2 separate regions of the Mus musculus genome follow, and region 2 is linked to region 1. Evidence: chromatin contacts called from public Hi-C data. All regions are on one chromosome and are shown on one strand. Each heading gives the region's core, a stretch centred on a gene start, on an enhancer-like site or on the middle of the called end of the contact. The rest is flanking DNA. Distances are from core to core; before and after follow the strand shown. Region 1 overlaps Sidt1 (SID1 transmembrane family, member 1). Region 2 overlaps Gm30445 (a long non-coding RNA gene).

Region 1 (7,608 bases), core at 1,841-4,340:
CAAGCTAAGTCACCTCTTCAGAAGGAATGCGGAATTCCTGGCAGGGCTGGGAATGCTCTGGGATGGGATGTAGACATGCACACTTCTGAACGTTTGTGGATCCAAGGCCTGGGTGATTACCTGCTTCTTCAGGTCTTCATCTCACTGTTGGATGCTGACTCTGCACTCTGATGCGGCCTTCTTAGAAGGTCCCTCTTTCTCCCTAGACTTCTAACAGCTCCAAGATGGACACAGATGGAGAAAATGCTTTCCACAGCAGTGGAAGTGATGGACAGCGCTTAGTGGCTGAGCATTAGACAGGCAGCATTCACCTCAGTGACTCTGGATCCTGGAGCAAAAAAGCAACCGTGCTTGGTGGTCCCCAGACACACAGCTCAATCTATGCCCATTATAGCCTTTTCCCGGGATTACCCTGCTGTCCTCCACACCTGAACCTGTCACTTACGCAGATCAGGGTTCCCGACTATCTGCCCAAAGTTCCCAGCAGTAACTCAGGATGGGCACGTGCTCCTCCCTCCCCCCACAACTGGATGAGTCACAGAGGTCATGACTAATCACCTCTTACAGGATCCCATTCTCTGTTCCCAGGAGGATGTAAAAGAAAAAACAAAAAACAAAAAAGCGCAATGTTCGAGCTTTCTTCTCTCATGCCACCTGGCAAACTCGAGGAGAAGCCCCATTTTGATCAGGCTTCCTGGTTGTGTGGAGTATGATGTCATCAGAAAATAGACATATAAGTGTGTGCACACATGCCTACTTGCTTGTGAAATCGAAGTTACTCCTCACCTGTGCTCTCTTGAGCATTTAGTAAGGAAGTGGATGGGGCAGGCCTCTTTTTGAAAAACTATCATTCTTTCTTTCAAATATCTGTGTTCAAATATGTGTTTTGGACGTTTGAACAGCAAGCTTCTCCTGGTTTTAAAAATTCAAAGATAATTTCCATGAATAATTTTGTGCCGTCTTTCTTCCTAGAATGCTCTCTCGTTCGCAATTTGTTTTCTATTATTCTTCGTTATTTCAAAAACTTGTTGGCCTCCATGGGTCATATGAAGGCTATCAATTAGATGGTTGTCCTAGTCAAACATCTTTAAAAAAAAAAAGTTCCAAACAAGTGAGGTTTTGTGGCTCATGCCCTTAATCCCAGCACAGGCAGAGGCAGGTGGGTCTATAAGTTCAAGGCTAATCTGGTCTATAAAGTGAGACCCTGTCTCAAAGCAAAACAGAAAACGTTCAAATCTGGTTGCTTATGGCTGCCTTGAGCTGATTCTTTCAAAGCAGTCCTCCTGGTTTGGCATCCTAAATGGACCCACTAAGGAAAATATGAACAGTAACGTCCATCCACACAGTCCCGTGGCCTGAGCAGATAAATATAAAGGCACACGTATCTGTCTTGGAAATTTGTTTGTGGGCAGAGAGGCAATGGAAACAGGAAAACAGAAAGGGCCCCATGAGGAGGGAAGAAGGGAGGGTGACTGTGCCTCTGTGTCCCAGTGCTCTGTGGTGTCCTGGGCTGTAATATTCACATGTCCTGCTCATTTCTGTTCTTTGTAGCAGGCTAAAGAACCCCAGACCAAACCTGCCTTTAAAAATAGACCTTCTAAGTCACATGTTGCTGGTTCTTTCTACTGCACAGGTCTTATGGTTGGACATCAGTGTGCTTCATCTGGGACATTAGAGTGAGTGCTGGGTTAGAGGAGGGCCATGGGAGCCTCAGGATCTAACACACACACACACACACACACACACACACACACACACACACACACCCTCCTCCCTCCATGCCTGTGCTAACTCTCCATCAAGTTTCTGCCCTTTGCCTCTTAAAAGCAGAGGCGAAGCTAACTGTGAAGTGTGGACAGTCTTGGCTGAGGACTCGCAGAGGTAAAGAGAGCTGCTCAGTTGGAGTGGAACAGAGATGCAACAGCCAGAGGAGCGAGGCTGTGCCTGTAAAATACGAGACCTTCCCACCTCTGACAAACACTGGGGCGGCAGCTGCACCTGTTCGCGCTGGATGCCTGGGAGATTCGCCTGGTTTTATTTTAGCCTGGTTCAAGAGGAGCCGGTGGAAAACTGGAGTCTATCTGGGGAAGGGACTTTCCATGACTAAAGGCAATCCCTGAGCCAGCAACTGGGGATGAAAACAGTTGCAGCTGCTTTCCTGCTAACTCCGGGCAGCCTGCAGAACGTTCTGTGTGTTTGCAGAATGCATGTGTCAGCACATCAAGTGATACTCAAATGTTTCTCCTTCTGAGTGACAGGCACCCTGTCTGAAACTGTGGGAGGAAAGGCAGCAGCTAAGAGACTTTTGTATGTGTGTGTGTGTGTGTGTGTGTGTGTGTGTGTGTGTGTGTGTGTGTGAAAGCAACAGTCAAGCCTAAGAGAGACCACAGAGTCAGGCCTTTAGTCTGTGAATGTCAGCCTACTGGCTGGGTGACCCCAGTTAAGCTGTGGGAACTCCGATTCTCTGTGTAGCTGCACAGCACTGTGCACGGCTCACAGAATGGTAAGGACCCAGGAACATGTGTTATCGGCACAAAGATGGTCCTCAGGACTCACTTTCTAACACCCACAGGGATGTGGACAATAACAGAGCCTTCAAGTGTCCCCAGGTCTCTTCTCTCAGATCCTCCCTGGCAGTCTCCATGTCTCCTGCTCTCATCTGCTGGAGACCCCAGGGTTGGGAGGTCTCTGGACCTTCAGAGGCGAGGCTGAGATCATCATCTCTCCAATCCCTAGGCTCCTCCTTGCCGTCCACCACTGCATTTTTCTCTTGATCCCAACTGAAAATCTTTAATGCTTCCAAAGTTGGGACTTAGTGCAGAGTCTGGCTAAAAACAGCATCAGCCATCTCCACCCTGTATCTCCAAGAAGAGAAAGCTTCAGTTTTCTCTTTTACAGTTCCTGACACCACTGGAATCTGGTGACTGCTATGTGTAGTGTACCCCACACTCTTACCCATCAGCTCAGGGCTCCCACCAGCGGGCAAGCTGGAGGCTCTGCCTGGAGGGAGGGAGCCTCAACCTCTCAGGTACCCAAAAAGGCCCTAGAACAAAAGACAAGTGTCAAGTCAGCCACAGTGACTCATCTCCTGGCAAAAGGAAGAAAGAACACAGCATGCAGATGGTTTGCTCAGCCTGAAGCTGGCCAAGCCTGGCTCACTGTGATTCCACATGGAAGAGAAGGAGACCATGTTGCTTCCTTTGCTTTCTTTCGCTGCTCAGAGGAGACAAGATACGAACATCTCCTCCCTATTAAGTCACCATAGTCAACAAAGCTGAGTGTCCTCTGTCGTTAACACATACGAATTCAGGCAAACTTAGCAAGCATCCCAGAGCTTTTAGAGTAGAACACTATAGTAACGGTTTTAATTTGGATGGGCGTCTACTACTATAGAAATCTTTAATAGTGTTTTACAAGATTAAGTCACTCACACCAACTGAACCAGATAAGTAACAAACAAATGCTACCAAGCAATATCTGAACGTTACCTTCAACTTTTATGTTGGATATTTGTTTTATAAGGTTTCTTTCAAACTATTTGCAACTTCTAACTTTTATTACTCGAACATGCACATACACACGTGTTACTCTGGGTCAGGGGCATGGGAGAGTACATCACATAAGATTATAGCTATACATTAGCTTAGGATGTAGAGGCTGACCGATTATATGGAAAATCCAAGGAAGTAAGGATTGTTGTCACATTGGTCTCAGAAAGGCAGGCAGGCTAAGTACAAAACAAGATAGACGTATTTAGCTTTAAGTGACTCTCTAGTGTATTATTAACTCTGGTTATAAGTTCCAACAAAAGTTCATCTCTTAGAATATAAGAGATGCTTTTATAATAATGCATCTCCACACCCAGCACTCATGCAGGGCAGTTTATATCTATCTGTAATTTCAGATCCAGGGAGATCAGATACCCTCTTCACACCTCTGTGGGTAACTGTCTCAGGCACCTCATGGTATACCCCACCACCATACACATGTATACACACTCAAAAAAGAAATTCCTCACTTCTAGCCTATAGCCTTTGGCTTCTGTGAAGTCTCTGTGACCCAGGGCTCATCAGCTTCACTGGATATAAACAATGGTTAACCACATTGGCCTTTAAGCAACACTACACTTTAGTCAAGAGCTAAATAAAGGGTGTGTGGCCCATCTCTAAGTACATCACAAAAGGAAAAGAGAAATCAGGTATTCAGTTCTATATATCTTACTCTGGGCCCCCTTATGCTAAATCTTGATATTCTTTATAAATAAAACTTTCAGTCCTTTACACAAAAGGTTATCTAAAATGATTCAAAGTATCTTATTTTAGGATAGTGAAATGCCATCAAAGAGTCCGATGTGCACTTTGTGGATTTTATTACACTGCGTATGCAAACTCTCACCTGGTACCAGGCAGGCCTCTTCCATGAAGAGGGTGGATTTTGTCTTCTTTACTCTGCTTCTAGAACACAGGACAACTTTCGGAGTAATCTTCTTTTTAGGGGGCACATTGCCCTTTACTTTCTTCCTACAACTCCTCTATTCACTTCACTCAATAACTGGAAAATATTTGGACTGTGCAGTGGGAAGAACCAGGGCAAAAGACATACAGACTTTTATATCCTGTGCTCTATAATCCAAAGGAGAAGACAGATCAGAAACAAATGATTACCATGTGTTTATTATAAGCAAACAAAGAGTAAAAGAATAGAGTGGCTTCATAGAATTCTTAGCATTTGTCTCAGTCACTGTTCTGTTGCTGTGAAGAGACATCATGACCAATTCTTATAATAGAAAGCATTTAACTGGAGGCTTGTTTACAGTGTCAGAGGTTTAGTCTGTTATTATCATGGCTGGGAGCATGGTAGCATACAGGTGGGTGCTGGAGCAGTAGCTAAAAGCTACATCTGGCTCCACAGGCAGAGAATCAGGGGAGAGGAAACAGACCCTGGGCCTGGAAAACCCACCCCTAATGACATACTTCCTCCAACAAGACCACACCTTCTAATCCTTCTAATACTTTCAAATGGTGCCAATACATGGCAGCCATTCTTAGCTACATGTTGAGATCCTGTGGTGGTAGGATGGGGTGGATGGGAAGAAGATGAAGGGAGATTTTAAAGAATGAGAAATCTTAAAGACATAAAGTTTGCACTAAAAATGGCTCCAGATATGCCTGAGAAATTCCAGTTGACCTTCAAGTGTTAAAATAACATAAAAGATCATGAATGGAATGCTACAGAGAAGGAAAATAACAAACACTCAACTGGAAGATGAATGGAAAACCTGGTTGAAAGTTGTCTCAAACAGTCATGGTTTCCTTTCCTTTCCTTTTTTTCCCCTCCATGAATGACTTCCATGATGTAGCCCAGGCTAGTCTTCAACTCATAGTCCTCCTGGCTTTTCCCCAGTTCTGAAACTACATCCATAAAATCTCAGCCAGTAGCACTTTTTTTTGCTGACTGCCTAATGGGGAGGAACACAGGTAAGATTTCAGCCTAAGATATTCCAAGAAGGCACGTGTATTAGACAGGGTTCTCAAAGGGAGCAAACTGAATAGAATACAAGCACACATATGAGAAGTGTGTGTGTGTGTGTGTGTGTGTGTGTGTGTGTGTGAGAGAGAGAGAGAGAGAGAGAGAGAGAGAGAGAGAGAGAGAAATCTATGAGGGTGGCTTATAGGCTATAATCCAAGTGGTACAACAATGGCTCTCTCAAGACAGAAAGACCAAGAATCTGGTAGTTGTTCAGTCCTTGAGACTGGAAGTCTCCACAGCCCAAATCTGGAGCTGGAATCCTGGAATAGCCCTAGAGAGTCTTCAGTCTACATTGGAATCCCAAAGAAATGGATTCTAACACCAGAGAAGGAAAGTCCCAGGAACAGGACAGATGAACTTGCCAGTGAGAGTGAAGTGAGCAAGCAAAAAGCAAAGTCTCCCTTCTTCCATGCCCTTTTCTGTGGGCTGCCACCAGAAGTGTGGGTCTTCTGACAGCACAAGCATGGTCAACTGTTTGAGTTCATAGTTTTCTCCAGATGCGGTCAAGTTGACAACCAAGATTAGCCCTTGAGAGTACACAAGTGAAGACTGGACACGGAGGGAAACTCAATTGCTTTCAGGGTAACAAAATGAAGAGGTAACATACAAGGGAAGAAAATGGCATAACTTCCTGGACAGCAGTGCACAGTAGTGTTGTGACCAGTAATGGAGAGTTTGCAGACTGCCATTTAGTGAGAACACTATATAAATGTTAGGAAAGAGTGGCTGGACCAAAGGAAGAAGAGCAGACTGTTGGTGCTGAGGTTTTAACATGTTAGGTAGATCTTTGAAAATTGTTTGCTGTTGTGCCTGCATGTCTATCTATGTGTCTGTGTGAGAGTGTCGGATCCCCTGTAACTGTACTTACAGACAGCTGTGAGCTGCTATGTGGATGCTGGGAATTGAACCTGGGTGCTAGCGATTAAACCAGGTCCTTTGGAAGAGCAGCCAGTGCTCTTAACTGCTGAGCCATCTCTCCAGGTCCAATTTGTTAGGTAGACAAAAGTGAAAAGAAAGGCAAGCCCTCGGGATCCTCTGAGCTGAGCATAGAGACCTGCAACTACCCCAGGTGGTATTTTAAAATACCATATGTAGGGCTGGAGATGTAGCTCAGGTGTTAGAGTGCTTGTTTAGTATGCATGGAGCCCTGGGTTTGAGCCCCGGTACTGCATAAAATGGGCAGGGTGGGTACATACTATGATCCCATTTGAGAGGTTGAAGGATGGGAAAGAAAGTTCAAAGTTGAAGAGTTATAGATTTTAGCTCAGCCGTAGAGCATTTGCATAACAATCACTGGGGTTCAGGCCACAGCACTGGGAAAAGGGGTTCAAGGTTATACTTGTATACTGGCTGGTTTGTGTGTCAACTTGACACAAGCTAGAGTCAACAGAGGAAAAGGCACCTCCGTTGAGGAAATGCCTCCATGAGATGCAGCTGTATGGCATTTTCTCAATTAGTGATCAATGGAAGAGGGCCCAGCCCATTGTGAGTGGTGCTATCCCTGGGCAGACAGACAGTCCTGGGTTCTCTAAGAAAGCTATGCAAAGCAAGCCTGTAAGCAGCGCCCCTTCATGACCTCTGCATCAGCTCCTGCTTCCAGATTACAGGTTCCTGCTTGAGTTCCTGTCCTGACTTTCTCCAGCGATGGACTTTACGATCTGGAGCTGTGAGCTGAAGAAAGCGTTTCCACCCTGGTTCCCAACAATAGAAACTCTAAGACACCCTAGTGACACAGCAAGTTCTAGGCCAACCAAGGCTCCAAAAGAACTTCTTACAGAAGAATAAAAAATGATATATCATATGCAGACTAACAGACAAGCAGATGTCCATTGGCTTCTCCCAGCTTGGAATATCATGCCCACAAGAAAGCATCTGTCTTTTCAAATAAACAGGGAGATGTTAACACATAAGAGATGCTGTGGATTAGACATCAATCATTTCATAAGAAAAACGAAATGCCCACATTCAGTGCCAGCAGCGAGCAAAGCTTTTAGAAAGGGGGATATTTGGGTTGGGAGCATCTTAATTCATCATCAAATAAACAAAAGCCACGCCTCCTTGCCTTGGCCATTGCCAGGT
Region 2 (7,608 bases), core at 1,529-4,028, 480 kb before region 1:
AAATCATTATTTTGTCTTTTATAGGGACTAGGAAACTGGTTTTAGCACCAATGTAGAGAAATAGTCTTAATTTCCATATTTAAGTTGAACAAGATAGACTCTTAGATGAGCAAAGGACAGTGTTGTTCATCTCTGTCATACACAGTAACAAGAAATTAAAGATTTATAAACTTTGTTTGTGTCTGATCCTTGCCATCCCCAAACATTGCACCATGGTAGTTGAGAAAACAGTGGAAGCAAGAAGTCCAGTCTCTGATCTTTCCACACAATCTGGGATTACCCAGAATATTTTCCCTGGGAGCTGGAATTCATTATCAGCAAAAGCTGGTGCTGGAAGTCCTCTTACGGCTCAGACGAAGATGGAACTTCCATTATACTCTACTGGACAAAACAAGCTGTATGGGCAAATTCCAGGAATGAGGAAATAGAGTCCATCTCTCGTTGGAGAAAGAAGTATCACTAGTCAGGCGTGTGCCCAGGGTGTTGTGATCCATTCATTGAGGCCATTTTTAACAAATTACTGTAGCCTGATGGGAGACATTTCATTTCAGACACGAACCTGGGGCCTGTTTGCCATGTTCACTTTGGGATACCTATGAATGTGGTCCAAACACATAATTATAAACTTGCCTAAAACATTTGTGAGATATTTTTGTAAATTTTATTTTTATTGTACTTATTTATATTTAACTCAATTGTGTGGTTCTCAAGTGTGAACCTTATAAGGTAATGACTTTGTCTCAGAGGAAGAAGATGGAAGAGAAGTCTGGGGTCCAGGTCTGAGACAGGAGTTCCCACAGTCCCTGTTCACATGATCTCCCCAGAATTCTAATGGGTATTTAGCAAAGGGATATTAGAGTAATATAGAAGATGATAGGGGAAAGGTAGTTATTCCGTCCACTTTATCAAAGGATTCCCTCTCCAGTTCATGTCATCTGTCACCCCAGGAACCTTCTAATGCACTCTGTCTCAAACACTGACAGCTCACAGCAAAAATGGCTCTGGAGTTGTTAGTTCCGACAGCGTCCTTTCTGACAGCGCCTCCTACTTTTCAGCTTCTCGAGGTCTCCCTTATAGAACTGACCACTGTTCCCCCACTCCTGGGTACAAAGCTGGACTGCTGTCTCTGCCCTGCCATGGATTAAACATGGGCAAACCACAAGACACAAGGTATTGGTTTTTGGATTTGATTTAATTCCATGTATATGAACATGCTATCTTCAGACACACCAGAAGAGGGCATCAGATCCCATTACAAATGGTTGTGAAGTAGACATTAATTGAAAATGCTTGCTTCTATCTCAGTGTAGTTTTTGAAAATGTCATTTTCAGAACTCTTTTTTTTTTTTTTTTTTACAAAACATTTCTTTTAAAATGTAAGTTGAATTCAACAGCACTAAGGGGACAGCTTCTTTCTTGACTAGAGGGACTCTTAGTTGTATAATATTAACATGTTTCATTGAATGATTGAAATGAATTTTGGTTTAGAATTTGACTCAAAGTATAGTGCCAAGGATGTAGCTCAGTGATAGAGTGCTTTCAAACATGCTTTGTCTAGGACTCCTGGACTGTTTCCTGAATCAAATGAATATCACTTTTTGACAGTAATGGAAAACAGTCTTACAAGACTCTTATAATTAACCCAAGATAGAGCAGATGATTGCTAAAGTAAAGGAGGCAGGGGATGGAGTGCTGATCAGCAGTTAAGAGTCAGCACTACTCTTAGAGAACACCATGACTCCGTTCCCCTTACTCCTGTGGCTCACAGCACCTGGAACTTAGCTCCAGAGAGCCAGATACCCCAGGGCCCTGAAGGCCCAAGACACAGTACACACACACACACACACACACACACACACACACACACACACACACACAGGGCCCTGAAGGCCCAAGACACAGTACACACACACACACACACACACAGAGAGAGAGAGAGAAGGGAGGGAAGGTAGAGAAGTAGAGTGAAAGACAAGCATAAATAGAAACGAGAAGCAATGCTAAGACATTAGGCTCTTGTAGCATAACCAACTGTTCAAACTCCATGAATTTCACATAACTCTCTTAATAATTAGATTCTCATCTTAGTGTAACAATAGCTTTTTAGGGTGGTTATCCCCTATAAGCCTTAAATTTACTTAAAATCAGCTCTCAATTCTGCCTTGCTCAGCACCTGTCTTTTTCTCTAGAGGGCAGCATAAGGCTATGACTGGATTACCATCTAAATTGGGTCACTGTGACCTCAGAAGCCGGAACGAGGAACTTAATAATTCTCACTTGGAGACCTGAGACTGGATAAAGAAAAGTCTATTTACCTCTGCCGGAGAAGAGCCAGGTAGTCAGAGGAACGTTCCGGGCAAACTAGATTTCAAGGCATGCGGTAGAAGAAGAAGAGGTCTTGAGAACAAAGGTCTAGTTTCGAATAAGAATGACTTAATCTAAATGTGTTTTCAAGGAACAGAACCACCTAACCTGAAAATCTCTAGACTGTGTGTGTATGGGGGGTTGTAGGGAGAGTAATAATCAGATAATTGGGTGTATTTTCTCAACGTTAACGTCTAAATGCCTAGAAATTAGACCTGGAGAAAATGGAATCATTATATCCACTCTTTCACAGCCTTGAGGCAGAATTTCCAAGTCAAATTTCCAAGGTGCAGAGGCATTGGGTGGCTTGTTTTGCTTTCTTCTCCATTGCCAGTTTCCTCCTGAGAGCTGGGCATGGATCAGTAAGATTCCTCCACTGAGGCTGCCAGCAAGTCTGTGCCTGATTTGGCAGGTTTCTGAGAGGTACCAAGACTTCCTCTCACAGGGCCTCTAATGGAACATAACACCCTAGAACCAAGCCAGGGACAAAGCCAAGCCACGTTTTCCATATCTGATGCTGAGCCCAGGAGCCATCTTTTCTGCCTAAAAAACTGGGACTAGAATCTTTAAAGTGCTTGTCTAAGGATTTAAGTTGGTCAAGAGAGACATGTCATTCCCAAGACACCTTCTCTATACACACACACACACACACACATACTCACCCCAGTAGAACCATGTTACTAAAATCTTTCTCTTATTATGTCAGTATTTATGACTGATAATTCTCATGAAATCCATTGTATTAGTCAGGGTTCTCTAGAGTCACAGAACTTATGGATAGTCTCTAGATAATAAAGGAATTTATTGATGACTTACAGTCGGCAGCCCAATTCCCAACAATTGTTCAGTCGCAGCTGTGAATGGAAGTCCAAGGATCTAGCAGTTACTCAGTCTCACGCAGCAAGCAGGCGAAGGAGCAAGAGCTCGAGCTAGACTCCCTTCTTCCAATGTCCTTATATTGTCTCCAGCAAAAGGTGTAGCCCAGATTAAAGGTGTGTTCCACCACACCTTTAATCCCAGATGAAAGGCATAGCCCAGATTAAAGGTGTGTTCCTTAACTCGGAGATTCAATCTTCTGGAATCCATAGCCACTATGGCTCAAGATCTTCAAACCAAGATCCAGATAAGGATCTCCAAGCCTCCAGATAAGGGTCACTGGTGAGCCTTCCAATTCCGGATTGTAGTTCATTCCAAATATTGTCAAGTTGACAACCAGGAATAGCCACTACAATCCACCCCTTGTCAACTTGACACAAATAATATCTCATGTTCACATGAAACAATAACAAGGTTGTAAATACGCCTAACATGATATAACTATCCCTCGTACAATCACAAACGCATTAGTAAATTTACAATGGGCATTCATATTACTTTATAATCCTCGTTTCTGCAACTGGTTACGTGGCCTTAATTGGTATTTATAACTACCTTCCTCTACTACCCATTCTGTATTTCCTTCACCTTCAGCCAGCACCTCAGCAGGTCTTGGCTCTTTTCCTGGAGGATTGACCCATACCTTCATTCCTGATGGGTCTGCGTCCTTTGTCATCCTGCTTGGATTAGGCTGTTGTAGTTTCCCATTGACTTTAATCACAGGACATGGTAGTACTAAGAGACGCCCTAAGGGATCTCCTGCACTCCAGACATAATCTTGCTTACCACCATTGTGAAGAGGTAATCCAATTTCCCCATGGTAATCTGGATCTATCACCCCTCCTAACACTGTTATTCCTTTTTTAGCCTGTTGGTTTAAGGGCATTAGAAGCCCAAAATGACCAGGGGGAAGTCTGAGCTTCCAGTTCAATGAAATGTTTGTTGTAGCTCCTGGTAGGAGCACTCCCCTCTCTGGAGCCAAAACTTCTAAGCCAGCAGAACCTAGAGTTATGGGGACAGGAAGCAAAAATTTTCCTAGAGGGTCACTAGGAGTGATAGTAAGTGGAACTATTCCGTTTTCCACCCCTTGATTCCTGGACCCATGAATCCTGGCTATGGGTGAAACTGTACCATATATCAAGCGCTGATTCAAAGCATATACTGCCTTCTGAAGAACTCTGCCCCAGCCTTCCAAGCTGTTACCACCTAATTGGCGCTGTAACTGCGTCTTCAAAAGGCCATTCCATCTTTCTATCAGCCCAGCTGCTTCAGGATGATGGGGAATGTGGTAAGACCAGTGAATTCCATGATCGTGAGCCCACTGTCGTACTTCTCTGGCTGTGAAATGAGTTCCTTGGTCAGAAGCAATACTGTGTGGAATACCATGACGATAGATGAGGCATTCTGTCAGTCCGTGAATGGTGGTTTTAGCAGAGGCATTACGTGCAGGAAAGGCAAATCCATAACCAGAATAAGTATCTACTCCAGTAAGAACAAAACGCTGTCCTTTCCACGAAGGAAGTGGTCCAATGTAGTCAACCTGCCACCAGGTTGCTGGCTGGTCACCTCGAGGAATGGTGCCATATCTGGGGCTCAGTGTTGGTTTCTGCTGTTGGCAGATCTGGCAATCAGCAGCAGCTGTAGCCAGGTCAGCCTTGGTGAGTGGAAGCCCGTGTTGCTGAGCCCAAGCATAACCTCCATCTCGACCACCATGACCACTTTGTTCATGTGCCCATTGAGCAATGACAGGGATGGCTGGGGAGAGAGGCTGATTGTCCACAGAACGGGTCATCTTATCCACTTGATTATTGAATTCCTCCTCGGCTGAAGTCACCTTTTGGTGAGCATTTACATGGGACACAAATATCTTCACATCCTTTGCCCATTTGGAGAGATCTATCCACATACTTCTTCCCCAGATGTCTTTCTCACCAATTTTCCAATTGTGATCTTTCCAAGTGCCTGACCATCCAGCCAATCCATTGGCTACAGCCCATGAGTCAGTGAATAATCGTACATCTGGCCATTTCTTCTTGCAAACAAACTGTAATACCATGTGTACTGCCCGAAGTTCTGCCCACTGTGAAGATTTCCCTTCACCTGTGTCTTTCAGGGTTGTCCCAGAAAGGGGTTGTAATGCTGCAGCTGTCCACTTCTGGGTGGTGCCTGCATAACGTGCAGAGCCATCAGTAAACCAGGCTCTAGTCTTCTCCTCTTCGGTCAGTCGATCATAGGGAACACCCCATGAGGCTATAGGCACATGTTTGGCAGCAGATGGCATTGTAACAGGAGTAGAAACCATAGGCATTTGAGCAACTTCTTCATGTAACTTGCTTGTGCCTTCAGGACCTGCTCTGGCCCGATCACGTATATACCACTTCCATTTGATAATAGACTGCTGCTGTGCACGTCCCACTTTATGACTTGCAGGGTCTGATAGTACCCAGCTCATGATGGGTAGTTCAGGTCGCATAGTGACTTGGTGTCCTATTGTCAGACGTTCAGTTTCCACTAAGGCCCAATAGCAGGCCAAGAGCTGTTTTTCAAAGGGAGAATAGTTGTCTGCAGATGATGGTAGAGCTTTGCTCCAAAATCCCAAAGGCCTTTTCTGTGATTCACCTACAGGGGCCTGCCAGAGGCTCCAAACAGCATCTCTATCAGCCACAGACACCTCAAGTACCATCGGATCTGCTGGGTCATATGGTCCAAGTGGTAGAGCAGCCTGCACAGCAGCCTGGACCTGTTGAAGGGCCTTCTCCTGTTCCAGGCCCCACACAAAGCTAGCAGCTTTCCGAGTCACTTGGTAAATAGGCCTAAGTAACACACCCAAGTGAGGGATGTGTTGTCTCCAGAATCCAAATAGACCCACTAAACGTTGTGCTTCTTTCTTGGTTGTAGGAGGGGCCAGGTGCAATAACTTATCTTTCACCTTAGAAGGAATATCTCTGCATGCCCCACACCACTGGACTCCTAAGAATTTCACTGAGGTAGATGGTCCTTGAATTTTGGTTGGATTTATTTCCCATCCTCTGATACGCATATGTGTTACCAATGAGTCCAAAGTGGTTGCTACTTCCTGCTCACTTGGTCCAATCAGCATAATGTCATCAATATAGTGCACCAATGTGATATTTTGTGGAAGATCCAAACGATCAAGATCCCTTCTAACTAAATTATGACACAGGGCAGGAGAGTTAATATATCCTTGAGGCAAAACTGTGAAGGTATACTGTTGGCCTTGCCAACTGAAAGCAAATTGCTTCTGGTGGTCCTTATGGACAGGTACTGAGAAGAAGGCATTTGCCAGATCAATAGCTGCATACCAGGTGCCAGGAGATGTGTTAATTTGCTCAAGTAACGAAACTACATCTGGTACAGCAGCTGCAATTGGAGTTACCACCTGATTTAGTTTTCGATAATCAACTGTCATTCTCCATGATCCATCTGTTTTCTGCACTGGCCAGATAGGAGAGTTAAACGGAGATGTGGTGGGAACCACCACCCCTGCATCTTTCAAGTCCTTGATAGTGGCAGTAATTTCTGCAATGCCTCCAGGAATACGATACTGTTTTTGATTCACTATTTTCTTTGGCAGAGGCAACTCTAAAGGCTTCCATTTGGCCTTTCCAACCATAATAGCCCTCACTCTACAGTTCAGGGAACCAATATGAGAATTCTGCCAATTTCTGAGTATATCTATCCCAATTATACATTCTGGAACTGGGGAAATCACCACAGGATGTGTCCGGGGACCTACTGGACCTACTGTGAGTCGGACATCAGTCAAAACTCCATTAATCACCTGCCCTCCATAAGCCCCTACTTTAACTGGAGGGCCACAATGTTTCTTGGGATCCCCTGGGATCAGTGTCAACTCAGAACCAGTATCCAGCAGACCGCGAAAAGTCTGATTATTTCCTTTTCCCCAGTGTACAGTTACCCTTGTAAAAGGCCGTAGGTCCCTCTGGGGAAGAACTGGAGAAAGGGTAACAGCAAAACCTTTGAGTGTCTTATCAAGATCCTTCCTCAGCGGAACCTGGCCACCCCTTCATTCAAGGGGTTCCGAATCTGCAAACTGGCTCAAGTCTGGAAATTGATTCACTGGCCGAGATTGCTGTTTACCACGATCTAATGTAGCCTTTCTTTCATTGTGCTGTTTCCCTCGATCTAATGTAGCCTTTCTTTCATTTGTTTGAGAATTTTTCTGCTTATACAGATCAAACAAATATGCAGTAGGCTTCCTATGTATTTCATTCCTGGAAACACCATGATTGGTTAGCCAGTACCAAAGGTCCAATCGAGTCATGCCATTATAAATTTCACCTCTCCTGTGCTGACCATTACTGGGTATGTTATTATAAACATTCT

Evidence for each region. A called contact is a pair of places that touch in the nucleus more often than the background predicts.
Region 2: a Hi-C map of cerebellum shows a contact between it and region 1, with 6 times the contacts expected there. The contact joins two enhancer-like sites. A contact is called at or near these places in 20 of 39 promoter capture datasets (the 3T3-L1 cell line, 3T3-L1-derived adipocytes, the C10 cell line and 13 more), 42 of 484 Hi-C or Micro-C datasets (B cells, the Ba/F3 cell line, the C2C12 cell line and 28 more), 19 of 115 datasets of contacts at active chromatin or transcription factors (the 230-238 cell line, astrocytes, cardiomyocytes and 11 more) and 1 of 9 other capture datasets (liver).

Annotation. Positions count from the first base shown.
Region 1 is chr16:44,233,518-44,241,125 of GRCm38.p6, reverse strand. Sidt1 (SID1 transmembrane family, member 1) reads left to right here. Exons shown (of 25, transcript NM_198034.3): 25 at 1-946. Among named protein-coding and RNA genes, the nearest start is that of Usf3, 64 kb to the right of the region's middle. Within about 2 kb of position 3,090, at least 36 of the 459 cell types and tissues checked have an H3K27ac peak or open chromatin away from gene starts, as enhancers often do. A contact at or near this core is called in cerebellar granule neurons, cerebellum, cerebral cortex and 3 more, where this site is marked.
Region 2 is chr16:44,711,666-44,719,273 of GRCm38.p6, reverse strand. Gm30445 (a long non-coding RNA gene) reads left to right here. Exons shown (of 2, transcript XR_003951853.1): 2 at 1-175. Among named protein-coding and RNA genes, the nearest start is that of Gm30445, 5.2 kb to the left of the region's middle. Within about 2 kb of position 2,778, at least 80 of the 459 cell types and tissues checked have an H3K27ac peak or open chromatin away from gene starts, as enhancers often do. A contact at or near this core is called in cerebellar granule neurons, cerebellum, cerebral cortex and 3 more, where this site is marked.